Regions from separate parts of the Mus musculus genome. Here region 1 is linked to region 2. The links are chromatin contacts, called in public promoter capture Hi-C maps. All regions are on one chromosome and are shown on one strand. The core of a region is the stretch at or near the end of the contact, and the rest is flanking DNA. Distances in the headings are between cores, read along the strand shown.

The links. Capture Hi-C pulls out chosen DNA fragments and counts their contacts.
Region 1: a promoter capture Hi-C map of adipose tissue shows a contact between it and region 2. The contact joins two enhancer-like sites. A contact is called at or near these places in 1 of 484 Hi-C or Micro-C datasets (the G1E-ER4 cell line) and 2 of 9 other capture datasets (adipose tissue and pancreatic islet).

Annotation. Positions count from the first base shown.
Region 1 is chr1:176,798,406-176,804,145 of GRCm38.p6, reverse strand. All of the region lies in intron 1 of Cep170 (centrosomal protein 170), which reads left to right. Among named protein-coding and RNA genes, the nearest start is that of Cep170, 5.8 kb to the left of the region's middle. Within about 2 kb of position 2,990, at least 126 of the 459 cell types and tissues checked have an H3K27ac peak or open chromatin away from gene starts, as enhancers often do. A contact at or near this core is called in adipose tissue, where this site is marked.
Region 2 is chr1:176,995,137-177,000,663 of GRCm38.p6, reverse strand. The region is part of intron 16 of Sdccag8 (serologically defined colon cancer antigen 8); the gene reads right to left. Among named protein-coding and RNA genes, the nearest start is that of Gm15423, 57 kb to the right of the region's middle. Within about 2 kb of position 3,808, at least 101 of the 459 cell types and tissues checked have an H3K27ac peak or open chromatin away from gene starts, as enhancers often do. A contact at or near this core is called in adipose tissue, where this site is marked.

The sequences.
Region 1 (5,740 bases), core at 1,741-4,240, 200 kb after region 2:
CTAGGTGCATCCTCTCCACTGAGGCAAGACAAGGCAGCCCAGCTATAGGACTATAGGTATAAGAACATATCCCACCTATAGGAAACAACTTTTGGGATAGCTCCCTGCTCCAGTTGTTTGGAACCCACAGGAAGTTGCATATCTACTACATATGTGTGTGTGGGGGGGTTAAGTACAGCCCATATATGCTCTTTTGGTTGGTGGTTCAGTCTCTGAGAGCCCCAAGGGTCCAGGTTAGTTGACTGTTGGTCTTCTGTGGAGTTCCTATCCCCTTCAGAGACTGCAGTCCTTCCTCCTGTTCTTCCATAAGAATCCCCAAGCTCCATCCACTGTTCAGCTGTGGGAATGTGCATCCATCTGAGTCAGCTGCTGGGGGGAGCCTCTCAGGGCAGCCAAACTAGGCTCCTGTCTACAAGCATAACAGAATATCATTAATAGTGTTAGGGATTGGTGATTGACCATGGGATGGGTCTCAAATTGGACAGGTTATTGGTTGGCTGTTCCCTCAGTCTCTGTTCCATCCCCCATCCCTACATTTCTTGTAGATGGGATAAATTTTGGGTCAAAAGTTTTGTGGGTGCATTGGTTCCTCCACTAGGGTTCCTGCATGGCTACAGGAGGAAGGCCACATCTCTTAATACAGTTGCATTGAGGATTAACAATCAACATGAATTTTGAAAGAAGTACTATATTAGTTACTTTTCTCCTTGTTGTGATTAAATACATACTAGAAAGAATCTGTAGAAAGGTTTTACTTTTTGGTTTTCTCCTTGGTTTTACACAGGGTATAGTTCTAGCATGGCAGGGAAGGCCTGGTAGCTGGAGGGCCTGCTCCATTGGTAACAGGGCGGTAGGGTCTGCCTGACTTCTTTAAAACTAGGCAGATTGGAGAGCAGAGAGCTGGACCATAAACAGGGCAAAACTATTCATCTCAAAAAGCCCATAAGTCTAGCCATCAAGGCTTGATGCCTCAAAAGCTTCATGAACTCCCCAAACAAGATTCAGACACATTAGGCTATTGGATGGCATTTAAGGTCCAAACCACAACAAATATCTTCATTTAAATCATACCATAGAGCCAAAGAAATTAAAGGATACTACATAGGCATGCTACATAGTGGTGTGTAGCGATTGAAGTAAGAAGGGTGGTGGTGGGTTGGACAGGAGGAAAGAAATGTAGAGTTGGAGAAATTCCATTTTTGGAAGGGAAACACATGTGTTTTATTGGAGTTAGGGTTGGCATATGAGTTCACCCAGGGAGTATATCATTTCCTAACAATAATTGTTCTTAAAATTACTAACATTTGGAGCTAAGGAAATAGCTCACTGATTTAAGCACTTACCAAGCAAATGTGAAGACCGGAGTTCAGATCCTAGAAACCCAACATACACACTGGATAGATATGGCAGTCTACTCATAATTCCAGCCCTGAGAGGTGAGATTGTCAAAACTAGCCATGTTGGTAAGCTCTAGGCTTAAATCCAAGACCCTGCTTCAATAAATACTGTGAAAGAGTAATTGAAGATGATTCCTAGCTCCGGCATCAGCTACCACGTGAATGTGCATTCGTGCATTTACATGACTCCACACACACATGCATACATTTTATCATCTTAAGCATTTAAGTCTAGTATATATACACAGTACTGTACAGCCAGCACCACTATTCATCCATAAAACTGAGATGAAGAACTACTAACCAGTAGCTGCTTCAGTGCTCCCATCTCCAGGTCCTAGCATCTACTTTCCTTAGTCACTATAATTTCTGCTATTGAAAGTACCTCATATAATTGAAGACACATAATGTTTATATTTCTGTGAATGGCTTATCTTAACATATTACCTTCAAGGTTGATCCATACTGTAGCAGGTGTCAGAATTCCCTTCTAACAATGAACAATATTATATTGTGTACCATATTTTAGTAATTCATCTGCCCATGAACACTTGTTTCCTATGTATTGACTATTGGTAGTAGTAATGATTTATCTATGTTAGCTGCTTTTCTGCCTCAAAATTGCTGAAGTTGTTATTCAAGTAAAATAATAGTTCCAAGTGTTTTATGCTGGTTGTGTTTGAGAATTATCCCCTTTGACAAAATCTCTGTATTTCACATTCTCAGAAATTATCACACATTGTACTGTTTTTATTGAATTCTTAGGAACCTTGTGGAGTCAGGTAATGATGACATAATTATCTTCAGGTAGAGAGCCAAAAGAGTAGAGTCTAGACTATAAAAGAACACAGGTGATTCAAAGGTTAGCTAAAGGATGAGAGTTCATTGTTTTCTAATTTACTAACTTAAATTTGCTGCTACCTTTATAAATGAAAGTACAAATCTCTTTATGCTCCTTTGATTGCAATAAATTATCATCTTATCCATATTGCCTGCTATGAATACAAAACACTTAACTGAGGTCATCCCTCATTTAAAAAGCATATGGTCTCTGTTTGTGGAGCTGCAGTAACTAGGGTAGCCACTAACCACCTGTTTAACAAGTTACTCAGTTCTACAAAGGAAAGCAAGTCACACTTTACATTTTTCATAAACTGGCAGAGAAATCTTGGTAAGAACTCTCAGTGCCTCAGCCATGCAAATGTGTAGCATTTTTCTGGTAGGACTATTGAGGACTTAATAAATGTGATTTTATGAAGGAAGTTTATTAAGTTGCTCCCTTTTCTCATTGAATTGAAGTTTTCTTTTGAAACTGTATAGTAAAGTTCGATAGAACATGAGGCTTCATACTTGGAATGCCATCTGGTTTGGGGTGGACAAATGCTAAGTTGTTATATTTGGTTTTGGTTCATATTTATTTTAACTGCTTTTAAAGAAGAGTTGTTGATTTATATGGCAGATAATAAAGGTAAAGTTAGGCATTTATTTCAAAATAATGAATATGAGAACAAAAGTGTTCCCTCCCTGCCCTCCCCCTCTCTTACAAGCATCTTCTTCCGCTGGATGTTCATGTGAGCATAGAGTCAGTACCTTGGCAGGAGTCCAAACCAGCACAGCTGCAGATTTAGGTTTTGTGAGGAACTGCACAAATGAGGGTGGGGATTAAAGAAAATGAAGTTTTCCCAAGAACAGCATTTTTCATTCTCTGTCCCAGATCAAGTTAATTATACAACAGAGTTGAAATTTTCAGTGTGTGTGTGTGTGTGTGTGTGTGTGTGTGTGTGTGTGTGTGTGTGTTACTTTCTCAGAGATGCTTCCTCTGACGGTCCATCTTAAAGTGTACCACCCTAAACTATTACATCACCCTTTTCTCTCTGCTTTATTTTTTTCCCTCTTCCACTGTCAGGGAAACTACAAGCTATTTGTTTATTTTAGCTTCTTTGAGATTAAATACTTTTTCTACCTTAATTCTCTACTTTCTTCCTAGTATCTGTAATATTTAAAACTTAAAAATGAAAATGGATTTTTATCAAATTCCTATAATGTTGGAGTATTCTTTGGAATTGATGTATAATATTTGTGTTCATTTCCAAGGAAATACAGGATTTTAAAGATAATATATTTATACTTATATATGTGTGTTTCACATATGAAGTTTTTAGAAAAACGTCTAATACATGGTTAATGGTTAATAAATTCTCTTATATACAGGATCACAGAAAATTATGTGCTTGCTTTTTCAAACCCCAGTGGCATTTTGTTTGATCCTTAGTCCATATGTGAAATGAAGCTATAGCTGTTTCTTTCATTTTCAAATTCAGAGCATCAAAATCAAAGACATTAATGTCAAGCATGCTAAGCATATCTTTGTTAGAGCCTGACATCAGTGCAGCGATGAATAAAGAATCTTTAATTTGTGTATTTAGTTATAGTTTTTCCTGTTTCTTTTAAATGCTTTCTATGATAGGGAAAAGCATGATACAAGTTATAAAGTCTTATGGGCTCATTCATGTAGCGGTTTATTACATTTGTTTAGTTTATGAATCTTACTGATGGTCAAAGGATAAATTTGAAAGGAGAAATTTATCACTTTATTGTTTTTTAACCAAGTCTCAGTCGTTCTGTTTAACCAATGAAGACTCAAGAGCTAGATGTGAGGGTGAAGGCCTGCTAACTCAGAGGCAAAGAGAACAGCTGACCTTCCTCCTCAGTTGACATCCCAGAAGGAATCCCCTCTCATTCCCTCCATCCTACTTCCTGTGTGTCTCTGTCCATCCTTCTGACTCCCCCTCACTCTGTTTTTCATTTCCGTTTTTATTATTTATTCACTTTACATCCTGATCACAGCCCTCTTTTCTTCTCAGTTCCATCCTCACATCTGTCTCCCCTTCTCAGAGAACACTGTACCTGTGTGTTACTTTCTCAGAGATGCTTCCTCTGACTGTCCATGGGTACCACCCTGCCCTGACCTCAAGTTGCAGCTGGTCTATGCACATCCTTTCCCCAGCTAGAGAAAGGGGATCCAAAGGCAGGCAACAGAGTCAGAGACAGCCCCTGCTCCAGTTGTTGGGGGACCCTCATGAAGACCAAGCTACACATCTACGAATATGTAGAGGGCCTAGGTCTAGCCTATGTATGCTCTTTGATTGGTGGTTTAGTCTGGGAACCCACAAGCCCAGGTTAGTTGACTCTGTAGGTCTTCTTATGGTGTCCTTGACCCCCCTTCCATTTCTCTCAACCCCTACCATACTCTTCCACAGGTCTCCCAGGGAGTGCTGCCTAATATTTGGCTGTAGGTCTCTGCATCTGTTTCCATCAGGTTCTGGATAAAGCCTTGCAGAAGACATGTACATATTCAATTCCTGTCAACTTGTTGTTTGCTCCACCTCTTGACCTATAGTTCACTTTATTTAATCCTGTTTACAATCTTCAAGCAGAAAGCCTTTGAATTAAAGGTGTGTGCTGAGGCTGAGCCATACCACAACTCAAAACAGGTTTCTCCAGTAAATAACACAATTTCAGGGTTCACAGTGTGATAACATATCCTGCAGCACTTTATTCCTCTTTGTTTAAAGTTTCACTTATTTTATTAGAAAAAACATACTCTGGAAACAGTTAGGCAGTGAGTCAAATCTTTAGAGGTCATTATCTCTCATACTTCCTGGTAACTTGAAAAAAAAAGAGTTGTCAAATGATATTTGATCATCAAATAAGGTTAGAGAAAAGCCCTTTCCACTCTGAAGAGTGATAGTCCTATTGTGAAGCCAGCTATTTATTTCTCTGCAATAGCAGAGATTATAGGGTAAGATGAACCTTATTCTGTGTAAAGCCATCTGGTGATGAATCAGCCAGCTGATTGCAGAGCATAAGGATGGACTATCCTTAACATGTGACCTAGTTCAAGTAATTCCATGCATTAATTATACACTAGGTATATAATGTAAGGAAGCAAGTTTTTTTGGCATGGATTATGCAATGCACTGTTTCCTAGTACTGTAGCAATGCCATTGTCTATCTCAAAACTCCATTATAATTTACATCCCTCAGATCCCTCTTGACATCAGTTCTCAGTTGAGTTACATGTAACTACAAGCAGCACTTCGAAAAATGTATGTTTAAAATAACAATACAGTTGGGTTTCCCTCTGGCATTTTCATACACACCTCTTTTTCTTTATCTTTTTTTTTTGTTTGGTTGGTTTTTTGTTTGTTTGTTTGTTTGTTTTTCGAGACAGGATTTCTCTGTGTAGACCTGGCTGTCCTGGAACTCACTCTGTAGACCAAGCTGACCTCGAACTCAGAAATCCGCCTGCCTCTGCCTCCCAAGTGCTGGGATTAAAGGCG
Region 2 (5,527 bases), core at 2,559-5,058:
TGGTGACATACACATTTCATCCCAGCACTTGGGAGGCAGAGGCAGAGGCAGAGGCAGAGGCAGAGGCAGAGGCAGAGGCAGAGGCAGAGGCAGAGGCAGAGGCAGAGGCAGAGGCAGAGGCAGAGGCAGAGGCAGAGGCAGAGGCAGAGGCAGAGGCAGAGGCAGAGGCAGAGGCAGAGGCAGAGGCAGAGGCAGAGGAGGCAGAGGCAGATCTCTGAATTCAAGACCAGTCAGGTCTACAGAGTTCCAGGACAACCAGGGCTACACAGAGAACCCGTGTCTTGAAAACACAGAGCAAAACAATCACCCACCCACCTTACTTTAATGTACATATGGGGGTTTTTGCTGGTGGATATGATGTGGTTCCTCCAGAGGCCAGGAGAGGGAGTTAATCCCTTGAACTGGAGTTAGACAGGTAGCTGTGAGCTACCATGTGGATGCTGTGGATCAAACCAGGACCCTCTGGGGGATCAGCCGGTGCTCTCACTGTAGAGCCACCTTCTCCAGGCCCTTTGCTTTTGTTCTCTCTTTAACCTTCTGTTCTTTAGTATATTGGCTGTGTAGCCCAGGCTGGTACTGAACTGGACTCAAGTGAGCTTCCTTCCTCAGTGTCCCATGTCACCCCTCCTGTCCTCTGCTCTACCATCCAGGATTCTTTTTTGAGCACACAGTGAATGGCACGCCCCACTGTCCTTTCCTCTTTGATGTTGCAGTGTTTCCTAAAGAGAAGTGAACCCTTACAGAACTGCTTACTGGCAACTACCTTACTCTATTATTGCTATAGATCACAAGTCTACCTAGAGTAACCACCAGTTTCCTTGCTGACCTAAAGCTATCATCTCTGCCTGCTACAGAAGAGAACCTCTGCACTGTCAGGCTGCCTTTCCAGTCTGGAGCACTTGGTGCTCAGTTTCACTTTGGTGAAGCTCTCCCAAGTTAAGCCAACACTAGTCTTAAAGGAAGGTATGCAGCTATCATGTGTGGGCTCTGCTTAGCCGCTGCCCCAGGGCTTGGAGGCACAGTGCCCTGTTTGAGGAAGATTCTCTTCTAATAAAGTCCTGCTGCTCTAGGGACCTCAGCCCTCATGGAGGGTGTCAAGTGAGGGCCTCCGCCATTTCCTTCCAACTGGACCATCCTTAGGGTGGCCAAATTGGTCACAGAGGTGTGATGGAGGAAGAGTGAGCCCACGGCAGCTAAGTAACCAGATTCAGTCACTACGGTGTACCTACTGGCACACATCTTAATTAGGTTTTAATGCTAGTAATTTGATAACAACTCCTGGCTATGGGCTAGAGAACCTGTCAGTGCTGAAAGCTTTTTATTTAGTTTCTCTTCCCTCTAACACTGAGGCAGCCTCCCCGCTGACCCTTGTCAAAGAACCCCATCTGCTGGTTGCCACGGTAACTGAAGGAGACCAATTGAGCTGAACAGAGCGACTCAGAAATAAAATCTGCAGCCAGAGGAATTCTGCTAAGAGTAATAAATCATTTAGTAAAGGGGGTCCTCCACATGGTGATGAGTGTTGGGATAATATGATGGCATAACTCTTCCAGCTAGAAGGTCCATGACAGATCAGAGTGATTAGACCGGCTGGAGGGCTCATTTGGTTTCTAGTGGGCTCAGGCATCGCAACAGACAGATCCGGCCCAGTTACATGCCACTGTGGGTGGGGGTGAGGGGTAAACTTAACACTTGGACCACAGAATGTTCTTATTTTAAGGAGTGGAAGGCAGCCAGCTGAGGCTCCACACACCTTACTCATTTTTCTTTAAGAACGTGTAAGTTAACCAACTTCCCAAGTGTCTCACCTCAGGTTATCCTCCGCAGCAGCATGTTCCCGCCTGAAGCACCTAAGAGGGCAGGCAATGTACCCTTAGAGGGCAGGGCTTTTTCTTGTTTTCTTTGCTTTGCTTTGCTTTTCTTTCCTTTTTTTTTTTTTTTTTTTTTTTTTTTTTTTTGGTTTTTTTGAGACAGGGTTTCTCTGTGTAGCCCTGGCTGTCCTGGAACTCACTCTGTAGACCAGGCTGGCCTCGAACTCAGAAATCCGCCTACCACCAAGTGTGACCGTGATGGTCTCAGAGGGGCCTAGGGGCTTTGCGCTCTAATTTTGTAAGGCTCCCCTGCACTGAATGATGGGCAGAAGATAAAGGGCCTTGTACCCAGTCCTAGGAGACAGAGGCCAAAGGAGCTGCATTTTCAAAACAAAAGTTCTGGGTTGTGCTAATCGCTAAGCATGTCCCCCTACCTGCCATTTCCTTGTTTGGTGTGGGCAGAGACACAAGGGTCCTGACAGCAGATCAGGACAGGAAGGCAACACCGCTGTACAGGCCGTGCACGGCGCCTTCTCACCCGGCCGGCCACTCCTCACTGGCTGCCCGGCACCATTTTGAGAGGTAATGGTCAGGGACTATGCGTACTCCCTGACCCCGAGAATACACTAACTCACCCTTGGAGATCATTTTCAGCCAAACCAAAGGTAGACTTTGATTTCTCCCTCTGGATGCTGCCAACAAACTGCTTCTGTCTTAGTTTTCAGAGAAGAGGAGCAGCTGTGCACTTAGATCCTGCACCGCCTGCTCTGAACCCAGGCCGCACCCCGCCCAGACAACAGCGACAGCCTCCAGTGCGGCTGGCCACCCCGTGCTGGGCAATTGTCCTCCTGCAGGTGCAGCCAGCCACAGGGCTCCGCATGGGCCACGGGGGCGCGCCCGCCTGTTCCGCCTCTGGATACCGGTGGCTTGGCCAGCACCCCCTGCCCACCATGAGAGGGCCGGCACCTGCAGGGGCCGGCTGGGTGCCTAGCATCTGGCTAGGGAGGCTCCACAGGGGCTCCCGGGGCCTCTGGACTTTGGCAGAAGGAGGGGATTAAAGCGAGCTGGCAGTTGAGGGAGGAGATGGGTGAAAGCTTCATTAACTCCATGCTCGCGGCCCAATTTCATTCTCCTGAGAAGCAATGTGAAAAACAGGTTGATTTCCCGGCGATGCAAGAGGTGCTGTGGGTTTGTATTTGCTGTCTTTAATTCTAATTCCTTATTGGTAAACAAATAAGTGAATCATTGTTTGTTGATGATCATGGACGACCCAATTTTTAATTAAAGAGAAAAAAATCTTGGCTAATAGAGAGGCCAAAGAAATATTACCGCTCGTTTTAATTTCTATGAAGTAATTAAGCTTCTCTTGTGACTTAATTGAAACTGGCAAGACTTAAGAACTCACTCAAAGAGGTGACAATCAAAAGGTGCTGGATGACCCCCCCCCCCAGCGGGTTTTCCGATCAACCCTCAAATGTGCCCTGGAAAACTGTACCCGTGAGTCCTTGAAAATATTTCCAGTGGGCATGCTTTATGCCCAGGCCTTCATTCTTGATTTTTGCCCCTCTACAAAGTTACACTTTAGAGTTTCACTTGTAAGCCCTACTTAGAAATTCCCCTCCAAATGCTTTGTCTGCTCGATCTCCTGAGCTGCCCTCATATTTCAGTTTCCAGACACTCTTGAACTTTGCAGACAGCGCCAGTTTGAGCCTGCACAGAACAATCAGCCAGCGTATCAGTTCCCCTCAGAGACAGTGAGATTTCTCTAGCACAATCTGCCCAACCTGAACTCCTTCCTTCAGAAACATTTTGCGTTTAGAAAGAAACTCGCAGCTGAGCCTCCTAAGAAGCGACATGTAACAGACAGTGCGTGTGGTGCGGGGCGGGCAGCTCGGAATGAAAAGAGAATTTTGTACTTGGTTTCTTCAGCGCCATGCTCATAATGTACACGTGGCCGAAACTGACATCAGACAGGGAAAGTAAGACGCTGGGGGGAGGGGCATGTGAGGGCGGTGGAAAGACAGAAAATATGTTGATAAAAACAGGAACTTCTGTTAATCTACATTTTCCAGTCACTGTCTTAATTAAGAATGTTAGGAAATATGTTACAGTTTAATTGCATTGTTTCAAGAAACTCAGAGGCTGACAAATTCCAGGCTGTGTACACTTGGAAAGAAAATGGGATCCGATTGACAGTTTCTTCTAATTGGCGAATAACAATCAGAATTAGGCTTTTCACAGATACAGGCCCCCAATGAATCCCAAATTCACAAGACAGAGTAAGAATATCCTAACCTTCAATGTGTTAGCAAAAAATGGGCTTGGGGAGGAAAAAAAAGAGAGAAGCTGGCGTGCTCAAGTGTGTAAGAGCACAATTTACAACACAAACACCAATAGTTATTTAAGATGTCCTTGTTAAGAATCTCCACAGGATTTCTAGATGACCCCATTTAACAAGAACAAAGCCAGAAACCATGCCAGTCTGCAGACACATGCCATCTCTAACCGCCTTTCTGCTACTCCAACCTAGTTACACAGGACCTGGCTTCCACCTTCTTTCTGCAGGAGGCTGTGTGTTGCTACAACAGACAAAGAAGAACGCACTGTGGCTGTTCCATGTTCTGAGGGAAGCTGTGCTAGACACACACCTCACATGGCTCTGGTTTTTCATGTTTTTATTATTTTAATGTGCATGTGTACATATGAGTATGATATGTGTGTGCACCTGTGTCTGTGTGTGTGTCTGTCTGTCTGCATGCATGCATGCATGCATGCGTGTGTAATATATGTGAAAATTCAGAAAACAACTTTATGGAGTTGGTTCTCTCCTTCTACCTTGATGGGTATCGAACTCAGAGCACCAGGCTTGCACGGTGAATAGCTTTATGTGCTGATCCAAGTGGTCAGCTCACTATGTCAATTCTACCCTTTCCTTGGTTCTGTGTGTGGGGAGGGCGTCCAGCTGGGGTCAGACATGATAGGCAAGGCATCAATATTCGGTATGCTCTGTTCCCACAGGGCTCAGAAAGGCCAGGAGCTGACTCACCAGTCACTCTCAGAGCTCTCAAAGGTTAATGAAGATTTGCTGAATGCTTCTCTCAGGTCAACCCACTGCTTCCTTGGTTGTTCTCAGCCATTCGACCTTCTATAAGCCAACTTTTGTCACATCTGAGCCTCAGAGTTAGCTATGAACTAACTTTTCCAGCCACTGGCGATTTTACTGCATGTACAAAGTCCTCTTCTCAGCAACAGAGCACAATGCTTGCCTTGCGATGGCCATGTACTGCCAGTACCCTAGGTCTCAGCGCTCAGTTTATGCTTATTCTGAACTATAAAATAGCATCTGAGCTCTCAGATGAGCCAGGGAATGGCAGGTATGGCCTAACAGTGCAGTGACTTCACTGGTAGAGACTGGAAGACCTACAACAGTGGGAGGGTATGCTCTCATGTGCTCACTATGGCCTCCACAGATTTGTCTATCTCCTGGGATCAGGATGGACACACAGGCCCCTGGGAGTTAGACAGCCTTCCTGCAAAAGGCATTTGTCAAGGCCCTGAGAACTGTAGGACTGAGCCTGGAGCCCTGCGGAGGACAGAGGAACAGCACACGGGAGCAGGGCTGCAACATGACTAATTAATTACCAAATTGGGGGCAGAGAGGAGAGTTCACAGGGGCCTAGAGCCCAGAGAACCCAGCCTTGTAATTAATAGTTGAA